Linked DNA regions of Zea mays: all the other regions are linked to region 3. Evidence: chromatin contacts called from public Hi-C data. All regions are on one chromosome and are shown on one strand. The core of a region is the stretch at or near the end of the contact, and the rest is flanking DNA. Distances in the headings are between cores, read along the strand shown.

Region 1 (4,461 bases), core at 1,454-3,953, 130 kb before region 3:
GAAGGCTAGCTTAGGGAGGGCACCTGTACCTGCACAGTGTGCACTGTGTCAGGGTTTGTAGTTCGCGCTTGAGTCCTATAAACACGATAAGACTAGGATAGAGGAGAAAACACACATACTTTCGATCAGTATTGAGATGGGTATCTAGCAGTGAGCTCCAGTTGGGTATGTTGGTCAATTAGTTTAAGAGGAGAACTGGCGGACCAGAGTTAGACTTTGGTGTTAAAGCTGAGAGTGACGCTTGTTTTAGGAAGGTTGGTGAGTGCAGTGGATTGACATCCTTAGAAAACATCCAGCCACCTTCAAGCTTGTCAAAATCACTCCACCCAAATCTGTCATCCCTGTTGTGAGAAATGGAGTATTTGTGGAGCCTGTGAGAGCCCCACCTCAGAAACAAGTGTGGTGTCCAAAACCTAGCCATCTTATGAACGCACTTGACATCCTACCTGACATCTCTAGTGATCCTTTTTCTAGAGCTCCCCAGCCACCCAAAAAGAACTACTCCCACAAACATATTTCACCCAAGTCAGAGGTGAGGTTCCATTGCGAATATTGTGAAAGGGATGGACATTTGGCTGTGTTTTGCTTTAGGAGGAAGAGAGATGAGCAACATGGTTCTGAGTTGAGTAGAGGGAATATGAATCGTCCATCTCATGGTGTTCATGAGCTTTCTGTTCAGAGACGTCCTGTAGGTCTAGATGTGCTTTGCCTCATGCTGTTAAGCCTCCGGCAGTGAGACCACATGATGGTCGTGCCTAATTAGGTGCTGGTCGTGTGTCACATGGGTTTTCACTTCTCTAGTGGACCACAATTTTCCTCTTGTTGTGTTGGCAACTATTCATTATAAATTTGATCGAATTTAAATTAGTTTGACTCATATAAGTTCTATTGTTTTTTTTCGACAGAGAAAGTGCATCAGTAATTGATGACTCGAAGTTTATAGGCTCCCTTCGATTCTACTCATAAGATCCATTACAAATTTACAATAAGGTCATCAGAAAGCTAACTTATATAAACAATTACCCAAGTGATTTGACCCATTTGGTCTCCGCTTGCAGTGTTGCATATATATAAATACGTAGCCTCACTTCTTTTTAGTGTATATTTATAGTGTACACCTCCGCCCACAAATCTATATTACTCTATTAAGAACCTAATGTGGGCATCTGGTACTACCACGGCTCCACATCCACGTCCAGCGCAGGCAAAAAATAGTGCAAAGCGAGCACTCGAGTTCACGCCCCCGCTCTAGAAATTTGAGGCTAACTATCAGACACATATATCTTAGTACTTAGAAATAAACAATAATTATATTTGTAGTTTAGGCGTCGTTCCACCTGCTCTCTCGTCTCGTGACAACGCACGAGCACATACCCGGTGTAATTCTACGATCTTTAGAACAGCTTAAAGAGGAAGACAAATGTCAGCGATAGCTCTCATTTCTTCCTTATTTTTCCCACTCTTCATGACAATATGGAATATTGGACTCCACATATCTGTCAGTGTTTGTCATCTAGACTTCCTCACGACTGCGTACCTAGATGGATCGCTTGCCACACCAACATGAATAGGCTCATAGACAATTTTCACCAAAACCAATTCTCGCAGAAGCATGTTGAAAAGCTTAGGACTGATTTGATGACAAGAAAATTACTAGAGGATTGGAAGGGATTGGGGAGAAATTAGAGTGTTGAGCTGACCGCGGCCTAGAAGCTAGAAAAATCAAAAACAAACACGACCCTAGTCCCACCTCTAACCTTGCAAACTGTGCTCTCGTTCACCTCCACCCAGCATCGCCAGCCACCTTCCCACACCACCCCTACGGGATTCGATTCGACATGGTGGAGGTGGTCATGGCTCGCACGGAGGCGCTGGCCATGGGTTATGCCTCCTAGCCATATCAAGACTTCGCTAGCCTATTCGGAGAACCCCCAACTGGTGAAGCTCAAAGCCCCGATATAAGCTACTTCATGTTGAAAAATGAGATCTGGAATGGTTCTCATGTGGTCACCGCCATTTGCACATGACCGACTTAAACTTGGTGTCCTGATCAGAGTAGCCAGCTGATGACACGATTGCCGAACTTTCCACGTCCTAAAATTTCTAGCAGTTTATTCCACTCGTTTTTTGCTTAGAAATAGCTTATAATCCTTGACCTGACTGACCGGAGGAGACTAGCTAACAACTAAAGTGTTCTCTAGACTGTAGTCCTTCCCTGGTCAGAAGCCCCTGTTCATACTCCGGAGTCACTCTGCTCGGAAATTGCAGCAAGACGACGAACTCCCCGCGTTAAGGTGTTGCAGCAAGAAGACGACAACTGCAGCCTGACCCTACAGTTCTGGTAAAATATCGCTGAAATTTGAAATATCATTTTTCTCAGGAACCCGAAACTAACATGCAATTCCCAGGTCCTCAGGAGTAAGGAACCCGCAATTCACATGCAGCACAAGCCACACGGCACACAGCCACCTCCGGCCCGGCGTCGCGTCGCGCTGCTGCTCTTCTCACGCGGTCGGTTGTTCCGACGACACGACGGACGTCAGGAATTAACCCGCAATTCTGATCGAGATCGCCCAACCATGAGCGGCAAGGTAAGCACAACCACACGCAACCCCCGCGCTGGGATTCTGGCCTCTCGATTCTCTAGCTACCAACTGCCTCAACCGCTGCCTATAAAATGCCCGGCTCCACCGTGCGCAGGCCAGACGTACTCATACAACGACGCACGAACTTCGTCGACCCTTCTCCCCGGTGCACATCACAGTCTCCGCAGCAACACCGATGGCAACGGCCAATGTCCAGCAGCAGCCACAGCCGCAGGTGGTAGCGGCGGTTGGCCGAAAGGTGGTGGACGAGGTTTCCGGCTGGCTGCGCGTGCTGGAGGACGGCAGCGTGGACCGCACGTGGACCGGCCCGCGCGAGGCCCTCCCGCTGATGGAGCCGGTGGCGCCGTACGCGGTGCCGCGAGACGGGCACACGCTCCACGACCTGCCCGGGGAGCCGAACCTACGCGTGTACCTCCCCGAGGCGAACGTGGAGGCCGGCGGCGCGCGCCTGCCCGTCATCCTGCAGCTCCACGGCGGGGGCTTCTGCATCTCCCACCCGTCCTGGCTCATGTACCACCACTTCTACGCGCGCCTCGCGTGCGCCGTCCCCGCCGTGGTGGTCGCCGTCGAGCTGCCGCTCGCGCCCGAGCGGCGCCTGCCCGCGCACATCGACGCCGGCGTCGCCGCGCTCCGCAGGCTCCGCTCCGTCGCGCTGGCCGAGGACGACGGCGCCCTCGACGACCCGGCGGCCGCGCTCCTCCGCGAGGCCGCCGACGTGTCCCGGGTGTTCCTCGTCGGGGACAGCTCGGGCGGCAACCTCGTCCACCTCGTGGCGGCCCGCGTGGCGAGGGAGGCGGACGCGGGCAGCTGGGCCCCCCTCCGCGTCGCCGGCGGCGTCCCCATTCACCCGGGGTTCGTGCGCGCCACCCGGAGCCGGTCGGAGCTGGAGACGAAGGCGGACTCGGTGTTCTTCACGCTGGACATGCTGGACAAGTTCCTTGCCTTGGCGCTGCCGGAGGGCGCCACCAAGGACCACCCCTTCACCTGCCCCATGGGCCCGCAGGCGCCGCCGCTGGAGTCCGTGCACCTGCCGCCGCTGCTTGTGTCCGTGGCCGAGAACGACCTCATCCGCGACACTAACCTCGAGTACTGCAACGCGCTGCGCGCCGCTGGCAAGGAGGTGGAGGTGCTCATCAACCACGGCATGAGCCACTCCTTCTACCTTAACAAGTACGCCGTCGACATGGACTCAACCACCGGGGAACGAGCCCGAGAGCTCATCGATGCCATCAAGAGCTTCATCTCACGCCATTGAATAAGGACGTATTATTCCGCACGTACGTGCGGGATACTGATCATATGTGCTACGTGATACGTGAGCTGCTTGGAATCACCAAATTTGTTCCGGTATATAAATGCTATCAACTTCAGTTATGTGTGGTGATATACCTACATACAACCACTGGATGGCTCCACATGCTGTAGCATATAGTGATGCATTTCCGAATTTCATTCAAAACTAAAGGTCGTTACCCAAGTTTATATGTATTGAATAGTTGAGTTTCAATAATCAATACAATATATGTTTGCGTAACTGTTTGGGCTATTATTTAGAATGATGCTAGCCACACAGCTACCACATTATAATCACTTGCCACAAGCAGAGTAGACCCCAATCCCATTCCAATCAGTTATGTTGTTGTGGTCAGCAGCAACCCTAAGGCCTTGTTTGTTTTTCTTCATTACGAGGAATTCAAATATAACTAGTGGAATAGGCTTAGGCTCTGTTTGGGACCCCTAAAGCTAATAATTAGCCAACTAATAAATTATTAGTTGGGTTGAGTCAACTAATAAACTAAATGTTAGCTCTGAGGTAGCTAACAATTTTTTTTGACGAAGGGGCGAAGCCACCTAT
Region 2 (4,436 bases), core at 1,869-4,368, 190 kb before region 3:
GTAGGCCATCTTCTGGAAGGGTGCAGGAAGCTGTCAAGACTGCTGTGGCACCAGCAAACTATGTTGCCCTTCCCAAGGACTGCTCAGACATTTCTACCCTTTGAAGTGTAATCACCTACTCTGACCATCGATTGACTTCTCACTTGATCGACCTACATACTATATAGTCTTGACTCCAGTGTCTATGCGTGTTTCCAGACTTTGCTACCCTAATTTTCTTTTCATTAGTCGCAAAAAATTACGGACTGTTTCTTTCCCAGCACGAGGCAGGGATTTAAGTCACCGTTGGAGATGCTTTAACTTACCTCGCTTATGGTTGATTAACTTCCAACCACCCAATGAGAAAGACAACTAATTTCAATACTTGTACACGCTAAAACGCTCATTTTTTTTACTTTGAGGAAGTAAATCAAACCATTGCAATATAGTAGATGAAGGTCAAAAGAGAAAAAACATTTAATTCCTTGAACTCTAAAATTTGATACTCGCTCGGTACCAACATATTGTTGTTTTAGCTTTGTATTTTTGTGTCCATATTCAAATAGATGACAATACATCTAGATACATATATAAAATGCATACATCAAATCAAATGTTATATGAAAGCATTAATACCCTGAAACGAATTCTATTTTAGGACGGGGATATCTTATTCACTCAACTCTTAAACTCGTTTGAATTGCTTCCCTCCAGTGGTTAGAAGTGGGTTCATTACTTTTTTAGTTAAAACGAGCATGCAAAGAAACCCAATATGTATAATAATCTAACGAGATAAGTAAGTATGTCATGATCAAATATGTACTAAAATAGGACTCCATATTCAACATTGTTGGATGAGAATTTTTCCAAGTAGCTATCCTATCTCATCCACTATTACAAAATTCACTATGTAATTAATAATACAAATCTCCTACTTTACACAATCTACTGTGGATAGCCTAACTCATATCATATGAATATGGATTAAGAGTATGGATCGTATTCGAGACATGGAGAACGTGAGTATAGTTATCCAATGTCCTCCCGTTGCTAGGAAGTAAACAAAAAATAAATGAAAAAGTGTACCTCTTTAATAATATAAGGTTTATATATATCTAGTGATACCTAATAAGATTTTTAAACCATAAAAGGTACCTTTAAGATTATAAACAAACTGCAAAAATTCTAGAGATAATTTGGACAAAAAATATAAAGCATTTCGAGCTGTTAAATTATATCTAAAAACTCTGAAACACTATATTTATGTTTGGGAAAATGGAGAAAATGCTTACAAAAATCTAGAAAATAGTCAAAACATTGCTATTGATCTAAACACATTTTTGAAAAATTTTCATACCAAAACTTGAGATATAACTAGCATGATTGCATGAATGTATCAGAATTAAATGTATCTTGCATTATTTTTTTGTTCCACATCATGTTTCCAAGAGAAAAAATTACATTTTGGAAGATACTAAATATATTTTCATGATATTTAACTTTTTTATTTGGGCTTTGTTGTATCCCAATTTATCTCAAAGACTTTTTTTGAATTTTTAGAAGCTTAGATATTTTTCCAAGTTCAAAACCTTATCATGTGTTTGTTTGATTTTTTTTAACTAAGAAAAAGGATGTAACGCCTTAAAAAACACTTTTACTCTGGTAGATTTTGGAATGTAAAATATCTCATTTTAGAGTTTGTACGGAAGATAGACTAGTTTTTAAAATAAAACTTAGGCCTCGAACAGCGAGCCCCGCCACGCTCTCAGCCCAGTGAGTTATTTGAGTTTGTAACAATCTCGTCGCGCGGCTTCGCCACTATATTACTCCGCAGCTGCGCATCGCCAATTTGGTATTATGCAGCACATATCCGCGCCATATTGGGACTGTTGTTCTCCCCTGCTCTGTTACCGTGTGTTTTCTTGCGGTTGATGAAGTTTATGTACCCCTTCGTCCTAATCTACCCCTAGCCGTTTGAGTCCATTCTCTATTGCGACTACTCATCTATTGCCCACGCCGCCGTCTGCCTTAAGGTGACCACGCCGGCGTCTGCCACCAGGTGCCAGCGCCGCTGTCTGCCAACATCTGCCCGCGCCGCCGTCTGCCAGCAGGAGCCCGCGACCCCGTCTGCCAGCAGCAGGTGCCCGCGCCGCCGTCTGTAACCTCGTCTGCACTGCCACCCGCCTGGAGGTCCACCTTCCGCAGGTAGGCCGCGCCGTCGACGACCACCTTCACGAAATTGGCTGCGCGGCTGGCCTTGCTGGAGTCGGCGAGCGCGTTCTTGCGGTACGACCTCACCGGCGGCCACCCCACCACCCGCGCCTTGGGTGACGGCGCAGCGTCGGAGGGCGCGGCGAGCGAGGAGGAACGGTCGGAGTCGGAGCCCGGGAGGCGGAGGGTGAGGGCGAGCGTGGTGTCCTCGTAGCCGAGCCTGGAGGCCGCGGACGACTCGGTGGAGCTCCGCTCCGTATCCACCGACATGGCCGGCGGCGGCGTGCAGCGTGCTGGGCTCCGAGCTCGGCGGCTTCCGCTCTGACTCTGTGGGCGAGGGAGGCCTGAGAGAGGGAGGAAGGGCGAAGGGGAAGGAGCTGTGCTCCACCCACAAAGAGGAGGCTGCTCGGATGGGGAGGAACGAGGAAGAGAAGGGGCCTCGGCTGTAGCAGGGAAGGGGCGCCTGTTTGCCGGCTTGAGGGAGCAAGGGGCCAAGCTAGGAGCCGAGGCCATGGGGCGAGCTCACCTGCTCGAGCTCGGACCAGAGGAGGGCAGCGCCTGCCAAGGGAGAAGTGGAGGTCGGCCATGACCAAGGTCGCAGGGGCTCCCTGGAGATCCAGCTGGTGGAGCTCGCCTGGGGGAAGATGATAGGAGGAGCAGGGGAGGGGCTGCTTGCGTCGTGGTTACGGCAGGGACAAACTTGACTTTTACCATAGTTCATAGACGGTAACAGAGCTCGGGAGAATAACAGTCCTAATATGACGTAGATATGTGCTGCATAATACTAAATTGGCGATGCGCAGCCGCGGAGTAATATAGTGGCGAAGCCGCGGGACGAGATTGTTACACACTCAAATAACTCCAGCCCAGTCGCAATTCGCAGATAGGTCCACGTCCACTTCTCGTCGCTAAACGCGTAGGCGTAGGCGGCGTAGCTCACCTCCCTGCCGCGCGGCAGGCGAGACGGCGGTCCCTGGTGCGTTGCAAGCAGCACCCAGCAGGCAATCGCTAACAGCGCCGGATGCCGCCTGGCCCCGCTACCACGCTTGCCTCCTTGAACTCCCTCCTCGCGTCGCTTGCGCGCTCCGGCCGCCCTGCGCAAGCGCTCTGCACGTTCCGGGACATGCTCGCGCGGGGCATCCCGCCGGACCACTTCACCCTGCCACCCGTGCTCCGCTCCTGCACTCTCACTGGCGCCGCGGGCCTAGCTTCCACCTCCCACGCGCTCGCCGTCAAACTCGGGGCCCAGGAAAACCTTTTCGTGGCGTCTGCGCTCGTCCTTTGTTACGCTGGCCTGTCGAACCTCCCCGACGCGCGGAGGCTGTTCGATGGAATGCGCGAGCGGGATGCTGTCCTCTGGACTTCTATGCTGTCCGCCTACGCGCAGGGTGGGGAACCGGACGCGGCTATGCGGTTCTTTGGTAGCATGGTGGCAGCAGGGATGGAGCTGGATGCGGTGGTCATGATCAGCCTGCTGCTCGCTTGTGGACAGCTTGGGTGGCGCCGCCATGGAAGGAGTGTGCACGGCTGCTGTATCCGGAGGTTCCTAGGGATGCCATTGCCCCTTGGGAACGCACTTGTGGACATGTACGTCAAGTGTGGGGACTTTGCATTCGCCCAGAGGGTGTTTGTTGGGATGCCTAGGCGGGATGTTATCTCGTGGAGTGCGCTGATCCTTGGTCATGGTTTGAATGGGCGTTCTGATGTTGCATTGGGACTCTTCGATAGAATGTCAGCCGAAGGAATCCGACCGAACTCAGTCACTTTTCTTGGGGCATTGTCAGCTTGTGCACATTCTGGCATGGTGGACAAAGGATATGCTATCTTCAAGGGGATGAAACTGTCGGGCATTGAGCCTGAACTGAAACATTACTCTTGTATGGCTGACATGCTTGGGAGAGCAGGGCATGTTGTCGAGGCTATGAAGCTCATAGAGGAAATGCCTTGTGAGCCCGACGAGGCCATGCTTGGAGGTGTACTTGCAGCCTGCCGAGTGCATGGAGAAATGGAGTCTGCTGAATGGGTTTCCAAGAGATTGATGGGCATGTCTCCTGGAAAGAGCGGCTACTATATGAGCTTGGCAAACATATATTCAGATGCTGGGAGGTATAGTGACGCAGAGACAATAAGAGGATTCATGAAAGAACTTAAAGTCAACAAGCTTCCTGGATATAGTTCAGTTGAATTAGATGCTGATAGATTCCACATACTGGGCAATAGAGTCTGAAGTGTTTGATCAAAATCTA
Region 3 (4,966 bases), core at 575-3,074:
CTCCTTTTTTATTTTTTTACAAGAGACCGGACTTAATTAGAAATGGAGACTTACGTAAGCTGATTGGTGTGTAGGAGCCTGCCGTTGGTGGAGATGAGCGCGTCGAGCTCCTTGTCCTGATACAGCATGCGGGGGTCCTCGGGCACGGCGGCGTTGCGCTTCTTGAACGCGGCTGCGACAACCTGCGCGAGCCGCGTGAACGGGCTGCCCCCGGGCTTGACCAGCACGTAGAGCGGGTAGCCGACCAGGAACACGACGATGGACATGAACATGCCCACGGCCGGGATCCCGAACCCCCACCCCCACCCCACGTTCTCCTGGATGTACACCACCACCGTCAGCGCCAGCAGCGCCGCCAGCCCCATGGTGAAGAAGTAGAGGTTGAAGTAGCGCCGCTTCCGCTCCGCCTCCGCCTTGGCCTTGGCCTTCTCCTCCTCCTCGGCGCTGTCCAGCCGCTCGAACTGGTCGGCGCCGAACGCCACGACGCACGGCCGGATCCCGCCGGAGCCCAGCGACGTGAGCAGCAGCGAGAGGTACAGCAGGGCGAGCTGCCACCCGGAGGCGCGCTGGCACGGGGTGGCCGCCGGCGGGTCGTCGCACGGGGGCGGCCGGAGCGAGGGGAGGACCGCGGACACCACCACGCCGACCATGCCGAGCTGGTACACCACGGACCCTGCGATGATGGTCCAGAAGCGGCCGGCGAAGGCGTCGGCGGCGAACGCGCCTAGGATGGGCGTCAAGGAGGACGTGCCGCTGAAGTTGGTTAGCGTGTTCGAGGCCTCCACCAGCGGGAGGTGCAGCTGCTGCGTCAGGTACGTGATCAGGTTGGCGCCGAAGCCGGCCGTGGCAAACCGGTCGCAGACTTCGCTTGCTGCAAATGCAGTGGACAACGCCATGCATGAGAGACTGTCAGAACGACATCTATCACCCACAGGCCAAGAACTGCACTTGCACTGATGCAATTGTTCGTTGCATCGTCTTCATCGGTCCTAGCTTTCTTGGTTCACCAACTAATTTCTCACAGTATTAATTACCAATTTTACCGTACGTCATTCAGTCTAGTTTACGGTTTGGCAGCAGTAGAATTAGACGAGGACATTATAATAAAAAAACGAGAATTAATGGACGGAACATATTAAATTGTGAACACGATTAAGTAGAGGCGTAGAGCTCGAAATCTTCGCTAGATGTGTACTGCATCTTTGGACTGTGATGAATCACCGACCAAAATGTAAATAAAAAGGATCCGAGAATAAAAAAACCAGTTAGACAAAACTACAAATCCAATAAAACCTTATATGTCTTTGATACAAAGATAATTAACAACTATTTCTATAGTCAAACAAAGGAAACTCTTGATGTGTAAAGATAAAAAATAATTTACTTATACTAATTGATTGCATAAGAGTTTTGTTCCAAATTATCTAAAAAACCAGGCACCTGAAATATAGGGAAGGGGGGGGGGGGGGGGGGGGGGGGAGAAACAGTAAACAGCCGTGTCTATTTCTCAACTTGCGCATACTCCACAGATTGGTGTAAACAACTGTAACATAAGCCGATGCAGAATTGCAGATGCAGGCATATACTGTACTCGATTGATTTCCTCACCTAGTATCAGCGGCATGGTCCTGAAGCCTCCCTTCTTCTTCCTCTTGCCCTGCTCTCCATCTGCATTCCTGTCCATTGCTGCCGTTGCGGTCCCCATGGCAAGTTGCAGAGAGCCAGAGACCTCGCTGGTCCTGGTTCCTGTGAAGCTAAGCGTCACTGATGCTGAACCAGAACAAGGCAAGGCCTTGGGGAACGAAGGAACGAACGCGACCTTCACATGGCCCTACATTTTGATGCGAGAATGGAGGCACGTATATATAGACACGCCCAGCCAGCAGGAGACAAACACTTCTGCGGCGCCCAAGGGGCAATGTGCTAGGCTGCTAGTTCAGACCACAAGTGTGACGGCAACTTTTTCTCTTTTTTTTATAGGAACCATGAGTGCATGATTGGTCATATTATTAGCTTTGTATCTAGCCGATTATTATCTAGGAATTTAATTAACTTTGTGGCCGGTTAATGTTGGCACACCCAGGTACTACGTTTTTCCTTGGAAGGATAGATAATCAGTCTTTAAGAGGTTAAGTAAAAAAATAAGAGACGGTATTTTTTAAGAATCTGTCTCTACACGACTTTATATACATATTATCTATTAACTATATTTATGATGTGACTGATTTTAAAGACACTCCATTATATCATGGAGTCTTATAGTTGCTTTCTTATACTTGAAAACCCGATCCAGAGGCGTATATGTCCTTAGGGAACAGTCCTCCCCGTTTTACGCTTATTCGCATAAGTCATACATCAATATCATTTCAAATTATATGCAAAAGTTTAAACTTTGAGGACCATTATCTTTTTTACTATTCACATGAACTTTTAGAAATTGTATACCTAAAATAGTTTCTTAGTTTTACAATGCTATATATATTTGCATGGATTGCATACTAGTAAGCAATGGACAAACAAATGTATTGGTGGCCATCTATACCAGTCATTAACCAGAGACTTGTTTTAGAGAATTTGCATTAATTCTCATAAAATGTTAAGAAACAAGTGAGGTTTTAAAATTAAACATTTCACTATCAACTTGGTGGTGGACCGTGGTTATCATTAACATTATGTTGTTGTCCAAATTGGAGATTCATTCCACACGAGAAAGCACAGTATTATTATTACTATATTTTGATCCAAAACTAGGGATAAATCAGGTGTAAAACAACCTGTTGGTAGAAACAAGACATAAGGATGGAGATATGAGGACCTTTTTAGAAATACCCAGGGGAAGGTGGGAGAGTTGTTGTGAAAAACAATATTTTTAGGGCAAGTTTGGATTCAAGAGCTTAGGAATATTTTGAGGACCTTTCTAGGAGCTAAAAGTTACTAAAATAAATTTTTAGTCACCTTTAGTGTTTCCTGTTTAGATCTTTAACTTCTAAGGTAACTATTTTTTAGTCGTTTTGCTTTAACTCCTATGATCAAGTAGAGTAGTAGACCCTTAAAAAGGTCCTCTCAACTCTATTTGGGTGTCATGTTTGCACGACACCAACGGATTAGTTTGCATATGATATGTTATATCTTCAATGGTACATCCTAATAAATCACTTTCACTAAATACCAATATAACTTTTGTTTATTTCTAAACTATTCACATTTAATTTTTTTGAAATTACTAAAAGTGTCCTTAAATGCTTCTGGATTAAGCCTATTCACTTGACTTAAATCTGTATCGACTTCTGCTGTTTTAACAATGTTTTTGTCTAGATTACAGTTGCAGCAGTTTAAATAGTTGGCTTTAATACGAAGCTAACAGGTAAAAACCCGATTAATTCATGGCCTACTTTGTCATTACTGCCGCCATATTAACTCAAAGAACCCTGGATATACTTCTAAAATTACTCGCACTAATCATTAACCAGAAAAGGCAAACCCCCCAAAATTTTGCTTCTAAATTGTCCATACTTCACAAGTACAATTATAAGAAATTAATTCAAGATGCCACATTCTTGCATTGTTTTTTCATCTATCTGCTTGTCACATAACGTTAATTTACCTTTCTCATTCAATTACGTTATAGAGTGGACAACAAACTACAATAGAAGATAAGAGTTAAGGGCTAGTTTGGGAACCCTATTTTTCCAAGGGATTTCTATTTTCTTATGGGAAATTAGTTCATTTTTCCTTGGGAAAATGAAAATCCCTTGAAAAAATGTGTTTCCCAAACTAGCCCTAAATGTATTGCAGTTCCAGCTGGTTTCAGTTAGGTCCATCATTCTGAAATTTAAATTTTGGGTCCATGAATTTTTTTTAAGAACCACATATTCATACCGATCTATGTGTGCATATAGCTGCTGACCGGACAACTCTCAGCTGAGGCATTTCGTCGATCATGTCATGGACGCGAGAGAAGGCAACGCCGACAGCGTGCGCCATTGCCCCCGCACACGCCGGCCGTACCCCCGACAAGCACCCACATGCCACATCTACTGATGTACCCACGTCCACACGCTCTGGCTCAACACCATTGCATGCCGTTGTGGCCCCGCAACGCGCCGCTGTTCCTGGGCACGACCCTGGGCTTGGCGCGCCGCCGCCACGGCAGTGCGCGACGATGCCGTCGGAGGAGCTGACGTACACCACGCGGGCCTCCACGGGCACTTTGACGGCAGTGAAGGAACACTGGGCCGAGCTGTTTCACTTGCGTCCCCAGCCATTCTGCGCGCGGCGATGGTGACCATGCTACGTCTCTCACATCCATCCATGACTTGCTGGATGAAATGCCCCATTTGGGAGTTGCCCGAACAGCATCCCATGCCAAGCACACGTAGACTGGTATGGGTCGACGGTGAAACGACTTAAAAAAAGTTTACGGATGCAGAAATCAATAATAATCACAACACCCATATATATTAGTAGACCTTGGGTACATTTTTAACTTAGAAAACAAATTATTTTAAGAAAGACTAGATCAACGATATGACAAATAGATAGCATGATCCAGCACCAAAAACAAATTTGACTGGGTTAACAAGCACAAAAGCAGACATGACTGGGTTAACAAGGCCTCGAGTTCAGGTGTGTTACAATCTTATCTTGGCTGTGTCCTTTCGGCCTATGCTATGTCTATCCTGCAATTAGAAACAGAACTTCCAGAATGCTCTCGATATGCCAGTGCAAGTGGCTTTCTTTAAAGGTGTGCCTTTTTCAGCCACAAAAAATCATCTCCAAAGGTATGCCGAGTATAGACTTGGCTGGGGTGCAAAGAAGAGCAAAGCAACGCATGGTTTTCTTCGCGGTGCGTTGCTTTGCCACCTGTCTCTAATCGCGATCTATTTTATTGCTTACCTTTACATCTTCATCATAAAGTAAAAAGTTGGTCAGAGTCAGACAATCAGAATGGAGCCAGTCCAGGAGC

What was found. A called contact is a pair of places that touch in the nucleus more often than the background predicts.
Region 1: a contact with region 3 is called in a Hi-C map of ear, with 1.8 times the contacts expected there. The contact joins the promoter of LOC100285798 here to the promoter of LOC100274435 in region 3. A contact is called at or near these places in 4 of 25 Hi-C or Micro-C datasets (bundle sheath, ear, leaf and 1 more).
Region 2: a contact with region 3 is called in a Hi-C map of bundle sheath, with 2.8 times the contacts expected there. The contact joins the promoter of LOC100191417 here to the promoter of LOC100274435 in region 3. A contact is called at or near these places in 5 of 25 Hi-C or Micro-C datasets (bundle sheath, ear, leaf and 1 more) and 1 of 3 datasets of contacts at active chromatin or transcription factors (leaf).

The regions. Positions count from the first base shown.
Region 1 is chr6:157,651,588-157,656,048 of Zm-B73-REFERENCE-NAM-5.0, forward strand. LOC100285798 (hsr203J) reads left to right here and starts at 2,704. Exons shown (of 1, transcript NM_001158688.2): 1 at 2,704-4,082. The coding sequence starts at 2,782. The coding sequence ends at 3,861.
Region 2 is chr6:157,593,323-157,597,758 of Zm-B73-REFERENCE-NAM-5.0, forward strand. LOC100191417 (Pentatricopeptide repeat-containing protein) reads left to right here and starts at 3,119. Exons shown (of 1, transcript NM_001136851.2): 1 at 3,119-4,436. The coding sequence starts at 3,212. The coding sequence ends at 4,417. It overlaps LOC103631518 (auxin-responsive protein IAA1), which reads right to left and starts at 2,529. Exons shown (of 1, transcript XM_008652412.2): 1 at 2,008-2,529. The coding sequence starts at 2,460. The coding sequence ends at 2,008. It overlaps LOC100284360, which reads left to right. Exons shown (of 11, transcript NM_001157255.2): 11 at 1-289. The coding sequence ends at 104.
Region 3 is chr6:157,783,660-157,788,625 of Zm-B73-REFERENCE-NAM-5.0, forward strand. LOC100274435 (Protein NRT1/ PTR FAMILY 3.1) reads right to left here and starts at 1,825. Exons shown (of 3, transcript NM_001148794.1): 1 at 1,609-1,825; 2 at 55-871. The coding sequence starts at 1,705.